Regions from separate parts of the Sus scrofa genome. Here region 2 is linked to region 1. The links are chromatin contacts, called in public Hi-C maps. All regions are on one chromosome and are shown on one strand. The core of a region is the stretch at or near the end of the contact, and the rest is flanking DNA. Distances in the headings are between cores, read along the strand shown. Region 1 has its middle 700 kb from the start of NR2F2. Region 2 has its middle 920 kb from the start of NR2F2.

Evidence for each region. Hi-C and Micro-C count contacts between places; a contact is called where the count stands out from the background.
Region 2: a contact with region 1 is called in a Hi-C map of liver, with 5 times the contacts expected there. The contact joins two enhancer-like sites. A contact is called at or near these places in 2 of 47 Hi-C or Micro-C datasets (epiblast stem cells and liver).

What each region holds. Positions count from the first base shown.
Region 1 is chr7:83,784,667-83,788,211 of Sscrofa11.1, reverse strand. No RefSeq gene overlaps it. Among named protein-coding and RNA genes, the nearest start is that of NR2F2, 700 kb to the right of the region's middle. Within about 2 kb of position 1,726, at least 7 of the 83 cell types and tissues checked have an H3K27ac peak or open chromatin away from gene starts, as enhancers often do. A contact at or near this core is called in liver, where this site is marked.
Region 2 is chr7:84,008,958-84,012,502 of Sscrofa11.1, reverse strand. No RefSeq gene overlaps it. Among named protein-coding and RNA genes, the nearest start is that of NR2F2, 920 kb to the right of the region's middle. Within about 2 kb of position 1,657, at least 19 of the 83 cell types and tissues checked have an H3K27ac peak or open chromatin away from gene starts, as enhancers often do. A contact at or near this core is called in liver, where this site is marked.

The sequences.
Region 1 (3,545 bases), core at 477-2,976:
AAAAAAAAAAAAAAGCCCATCTCCACATTGTAAAAGAAGATAAAAATACCTATGTCATTGGGTTTTTATGAGGTTAAATGAGGTAAGGTGTGCAAAGAGCCCAACCCATAATTGATCCCCTACCAAAGGAAAAAAAAAAGTAAAAAAAAAAAAAAAAAAAAAAAACCTTTGACATTTTCACAAAAAAAAAAAAAAAAATCTCTTAAAAAAAGAGGCAAAAGCAAAATAGAATATAAATAACAATATAATAAAAATAAACTCTTTGTGGAGTTCCCGTCATGGTTCAGCGGAAATGAATTTGACTAGTATCCTTGAGCACCCAGGTTTTATCCCTGGCCTCAGTAAGTGGGTTAAGGATTTGGCGTTGCTGTGAGCTGTGGTGTAGGCTGCAGACACGGCTCAGATCTGGTATTGTTTTGGCTGCGGCATAGGCCGGCAGCTATAGCTCCCATTCGACCCTTAGCCTGAGAACTTCCATATGCTGTGGGTGCAGCCCTAAAAAGGCAAAACAATAAATAAAATAAATTCTTTCTAGAGCTTCAAATGGAACCCCGGAAAGACTCCGAAAGAGAGAAGGCTCAGGCTGGCTTCATTATGTTGGCTCAGCTGCCTGAATTACAAATTGGGCAGGGTCTCTAGCTGAAGATGTTTTAGGATTTTAGGAATAAATATATGGATTATTTTACTAAGCGCTTTCTCTAAACTTAATAAAATGTTAATAATATAAATAATGGTGGTACCAATGAACAGGAAAACTAGAATTTTGCCTATTTCTGTTTCAGTCCAAATCTTACTGGCCAACAGAATTGCTTCCAGCCTAGGTGGGGGTCATTATCCAAGGATGCAGGGCCTCTGAAAATCCCATCTTATTAAGGATTGTTGGGCCCACATTCTGAGGGGAAGTCAGAAAAAGGCAAGAGGATTAACAGAGGGGTTCACATTTTTAGCCCATTTTAGGGGCCAGACACTTCTAAATACTTGATAGACATTTTAAATTAATTCTATTTAATAGACATCCTGTGCAAAGTTATGGTACGATTTGGCAGATACCCCAAATGAAGCTCAGAGGACTATTTTTTTTAAATGACTTAGCAAAACTATGTTCAGAATTCATCTTTAAATCTTTTGAGATGATTTTTATTTATTTGTTAACTTATTCTTCTATTTAAGTTATTTAAAAACATTCATTAGAAAAGTTCTATGATGAGTATGTTTTTTATTGGCATAAGAATTAACCAAAGCTAGTGACAATGATAGACATTGTTTCAATTAAGCCCTCAATTAACATTTTTAAAATTTCTAACCCTGTATCTCCCAGTGAATGACTGTCTGACCTCGGGAAATCTTCTAGTCCCTTACAAACACGCTCTGATTCTTTTTCAATAAAAATGTATCTTGAATAAAGAACAGAGGTGATAGCATACGTTTAAGTAGATAATAGAAGATATAATTTTTTTCCTAGGGGAAGGCCAGAAAATTGAATATTTTTGAAAGTCAACAAAGTGCCGCTGCGACTTTCAATTATTTTCCATTTCCATGCTGCATCCAAACTTCCTGATTCCAGCTGGGATTGTGATCAAAAATGCAAAAACATATGTAGAAAAGTTATTCTTGTGGAACATCTGACCGGAAGCAGGAAATGCAAGATATCTCATGGGGTTGCCTATTATCAAAATATACCCAGTCCGGCAGTGTACAGACAGGAGGAGTTTGTCACCCAGATAAAGAGAATCAGAGACAATCCAGTATAGCCACATCATTGTGAAAGAAGAGGGAGGAGACATGCCCTTCATACGGCTTGGTCTGTGGTCCATTGCTGTGTCACTGTGTGGCTTTGTCAAGTCTCCATTGCTGCCAGCGCCATGAAATACATCAACAAAACGAATCTTAATAGGCGAGAGCTTTAACATACACATCCTTCAAATAATCTTATATATGGGAAAAGTCCTATAATTATTTGTCATTGATAAATAAGAGGTAATTTATACTCAGATTATCACAGTCATGCTATTTCAATGCACAAAGGAAAACCGACTTTGCTATTTGAATTTAAAATTAAACATTTAATTTTTCCTGTAAGTTTTGAAAACATTTATTTGAGCTTTCCCAATAAAATTAAATTCCATGAAAACATGTATTTTAATTACATGGTGATTAAGTTCTATCCTTTTCTTTTTGTAAATTAGAATAAATAGAAGAGAAATATTCTTCAAGAATTCTAGCCAGGTATCGTGAACCCATCCATCATAAAATCATTGGCACACAGCAGGCAACTGGAAAAAGGATACCTTTTAAACTCAACTGGCATAAACGTGTGTATTTATTTTTAAGAAGTGGAATATAAACAGACATGCTGAGAGCCAAATGTTTTATGAATAAAAAAAAAAAATATTCCATACACATACACACACACAAGCACACATACATATAAAACTTTCCCCAATGGACCATGGAGGATTTATGTGGATGTGAACTCTATTTACTGTTAGTATTAAGGAAATAGTGCCTTTTTAACAAGTTACTCATGCCTGGAAAAAATCCCAGTTTTGCAAGATTCTTTGCCAACTGTCCGTGGGAATCACGGGGATGGGAAAAGTTCAAATTTGTTTTAAAAGAATTTGCTTAATGGAAAATCTAAAAAAAAAAAAAAAAAGTAGAAGAAAACCAACAACCCGCTGTGCTAATCTTTTGGTTAAATAAGAATAAAGTATGGCCTGGTTGCTTATACATATTTTTTTTTTCCTTGGCATTATTTTAAGAAAGGGAAAAAAAAAATAAAACTTTTCCTTTTTACACTACCCATAAAGTCATAGTTAGGACTTGATTTCAGTGATCCAAAGGCAAGATGACTTGCTGGCTTGGGTTAGCCTAAAACTGCACCAAAATGGGGCAGGAGGGCCCTCAGTCAGTGCCGTAAAATCAGAGCCTTGGCTCCTCATTTTCCTGCCATTTTCTTACACCCCTTTTATTTTCTGTTCCAATCAAACAAAGAAGTCTGGTTACAGTGTTGCTGTCAATTTCCAAACTACAAAGGACTAAAAAAAGCTGACAGTAAAAGCCCTGGAACTCACAGTTTTAAAATATAATGATTCTACATTTCCTAGCACCTAGGGAGTGCCAGGCACAGTTCCAAGGGCTTTTATATCTTCCTTTCAAGTCTCACAACACCCTTATCAAATAAGCACTCCTATTTATTTATTTATTTTTTATTCTCCCTTTACAGATGTGGAAACTGAGGCCCAGGGAGATTAAAGAGCTTCCCTGCATCACACAGATTCTAAGGGGCAAAGCTGGGGTGGAAACACAGGTGGGCAGGTTCACTTTTGCTTTTTACCTCTTAGGCTGCTTCCTTCCAAGAAAATACATTCCATGAATTCTTATACCAAGAGATTTGATTTGACTTTATTACCAATTAATGTGGTTCTAATTTGATATGACAGAACCTGCTTTTCATACAATAGGGAATGGGAAAATGAAAGCTTTGTTTTTCCATTTCTGATAAAACAGATGTGAAAGTTATCTTGTAATCATCTACCCAAAGTGTG
Region 2 (3,545 bases), core at 408-2,907, 220 kb before region 1:
CACAAACATCCAGGAAGAGAGAGTAAGAAGGAGGAGCGTGCACATTTCTAGGACATATCGAGCATACATGTTGAAAGGATCATTGGAGTTCATTTGGAGCTGTCTTTGGGAGCAAGTTGAATGTGTGGAACACAGCTAGGTGACTTTCCAAAATAATCATTCATGCTTTGGTGGAGGCGGGGATTGGAGGGGAAGTTGGACAGAGGGAGCAGGAAAGGAAAACAAATCCCAAAGCCAGAGTTTTGCAACAGAGAGTAACAATTGTCAGTTTCCACTGGGCACTCAGCTCCCACACAGTCCCTTCCGCTAACGCATGCTGCAAGTCTGCAATCATCTTTCTTCCTCCTATTGAGACTTGCAAGGTCATAAAAGAGGGGTATCACTCACTTTAATCTGGTAATTTCCCTGTTCCTTGAATTCACATCTTTTTTTTTTTTTTTTAAGTGAAGCTTTGACACATTAGTATTTAATAGTCTTGCCCTTCCCTTTAGTATGTGGTTTTGTGGCTCCAGTGCAAGTACCCACACTACTCATTTTCTTCATTTCATGCCCCTAATCTTCCAGAACACTTTTATTTAAAACTTGCCGATAGTAACCGCAACTTTATTACAGAGGGAAACAAGTAGCAAGAAATCTGTATGTTGTTCATATTGTATTTCACTGGTGAGTCCATCTCTTCTTTTTTTAATCCTCAAAACATGAGAGGGAGGGAGTTAGCCCCCATTTGACAGAAGCAGTAACTGAGGTTCAGATAAACAGCAAGCTGTCCCAAATGCCACAGCAGTAAACAGAGCCTTTGCCCAAGTCCATGACTCACTGGCATCTAACTAAATTAGGTGCCTATATCCATTATATTACCTTTCAACTGCGTAACAATTTCAAGTTTAAAGGCACTTTTTTTTCCTTTCCTACGTCATGTCCTTTAATAAATAAATTCAAAGAACCCACCCATTTAAAAATAATTTTCAGTTCAGAAGCCCGGGAAGTAATGTTAATTTATTAATGAAGATAAACGAATAATGTAATACCAAGGTGGTTTTCCTTTTCTATAGAGTCTCTTACATATATGGCTATGAAATACACCTCTGAACACATGTTATTTTAATGATTACATGCCGTATCTCCCAATTTGTTCTCTTGAGGGAGAAAATAAACACAGATTTTCTTGAATATAATTACTGGGTTTAAAGCCCACACTTCACATTTTCCTGAATCCCTCAGCTCACTCAGTTTCAAGACCATGTCTCCTAAAGACAAAATAGCCTTTTAGGTAAGTCGTACTGAGGTTTTGTTTGTTTGTTTATTTGTGGGGGTGGGGGCGGAAATCAGTTTCTCTGGAAAGCTGGATTCTGTGTTCTCAAGGGTTATAAAAATGGGAATCATTTTTATTGGCAATCCACTGGAATAGTGCTGAGACAAATGGAAACTTGAAGATAAGGATCCTCAGAGGTGAGAACATACAGCTGTTGGGAATTGCGAGAGAATCTGACCAATAAAGGAAGTCACTATTTTTCCAGGCCTAAAGTGAGTTATAGGGCGAGACGGGTGTTGTATATTTATGTAAGCCAGCAGCAGGGAGTTTAAGCGGCTGTATATTGCTGAAAGAGCATCATTCACATTCAGGCTGAGACAAAACGTGGAAATGAAGTAACATCCTGGCTGAAGAAGGCCTCACGACAGAATAATAACATTTCAGAAAGGGGGGCCGTGTGCGAGGCTGTGGGTAGGCCTCAAAATGAGGAAATGATCAAGATGCCTTGTCAGGCTTTCAAAAACAGTTACACACACACACACACACACACACACACACACACACACACTCAGGATTAAGGCCTGGCCAAGCGTCCTTGGGAAGGAAGGTCATTTATCTTTCACAGAAACGCGTACACAATTACTTGCAAACTTCATCAGTATACTCAGCAAGATAGGTTTGCCAAAAACACTAAAAATAATATATATCAAAACACATATTACAGTCGGCCCCTGTTTGGTGTTTCTTATTATCATACACTCCTGCATTGGCATGGATACTAATTCAGGACAATATCTGAGGGACTAAAGTGGTTCTGGCTGCTCAGTTTCAAGGGAGAGGTTGAGTGGGGAGGGGGAGAAACTGCCTTATCTCCTGTGTTTATTTATTGTGTCCTTTTGTTTAGAGGAAGTCGCAAGTAGAAGAAAAGGGTCTTGAAATTACATTCCTCTAATGACAAATGGGGGGAAGGAAAGAGAGACCATCCATTGCAGAAAGATGATCAAAAGGAAAGGGAAAAGAAAGAGTTTTAACTTTCAAAAAATATCCACAGCTAGTCTGTGGGACTCTCTGAAATGTTGTGCTTCTGTTTAGTGGAGATGGTCTAGGCTCTGCCCAAATGCTAATTAAGATGTCAGAAATGTTAATGGTGGATTGGGGTAAATACTTCAGGAACATTAGTCATTTTAGCAAAAAAAAAAACAAAAAGACAAAACACAATGTAAAATAAGAATCGCCAGTCACACACTGAGCTTTTAGTTAGTACTAATTTAGAATGGTTATTAAAATTTGGAATCACTGGAATGAAAATAGTATATCTTGTCCTTGAGATTTGTTTATTTTTGAAACTGATATGACAATTATGATAAACTTGAGTAAAATCACAAGGTTTTCTGTAAAAATGTGCATGTCGTGTGCCGTGGACTAGATTCAAGAGTTTTCCTTATTAGGACAAAGTGCAATGAGATGTCAAAGTGATTTTATTCTAGGAAAACAAAATTTAAAACATAAAACATATATTTAAACTTTAGTTTGCTTAAGTTTTAAGGGAATAGTGGAGTTACAAAATGAATAGACTTGCCTCTTTATCCTCTGCCTTTTTACAACTGATATTAAATTTCCATTAAGAAAAAAAGTGATTGAAGTGATTGAAATGATTTAATTTCCTTCATTGACCAGTCTTTCAAAGTATTACTCCTTATTGTTTCAGTCATACCTGACAAGTTTGCACATTCAAATATTTATCAGGACACAATATTTAGCAAACTTTTCAGGAGCCAAAGGCCAGAGAGAACAAGAATGAGCATAGGGCTCTTCTCCCTATTAAATGATCAATTGCAAACAGTAACAGTTCACAGGATATTTGCAGGTAAACTCACCAGGTGCAGAACTGAAGGCAAAGATTTCTAGGAAAGACAACTTCAGCAAATCTGTATTATGATCCTACTTGCCAATTTCCTATTTTTCTATAGGGTACCTCTTAAGGGCTGGGGTCATGCGAATTCATTCCTGGCTTCTGAAGCATCAGGTAATAGCCACTGCCAAAAACAGGATTCCCAAACCGTCAGCTCACGGGGTCTGATTCTATATGGGAACACTTAGTATTTTGACCACATCTCCTGCATATTATTTGCCTGCATCTCCTGGCATGGCTGCCTAGTACTAAAAATGTATTGGTGGAGAACATACTGAAATCGGGGATCCCCTGAGCATATCCTACAAGTGCTTTAAGAAAAAAGTGCCATTTTCATAGAATTTGAGCTCCACTGAGAAAAATAGTATCTTAAATACAGAT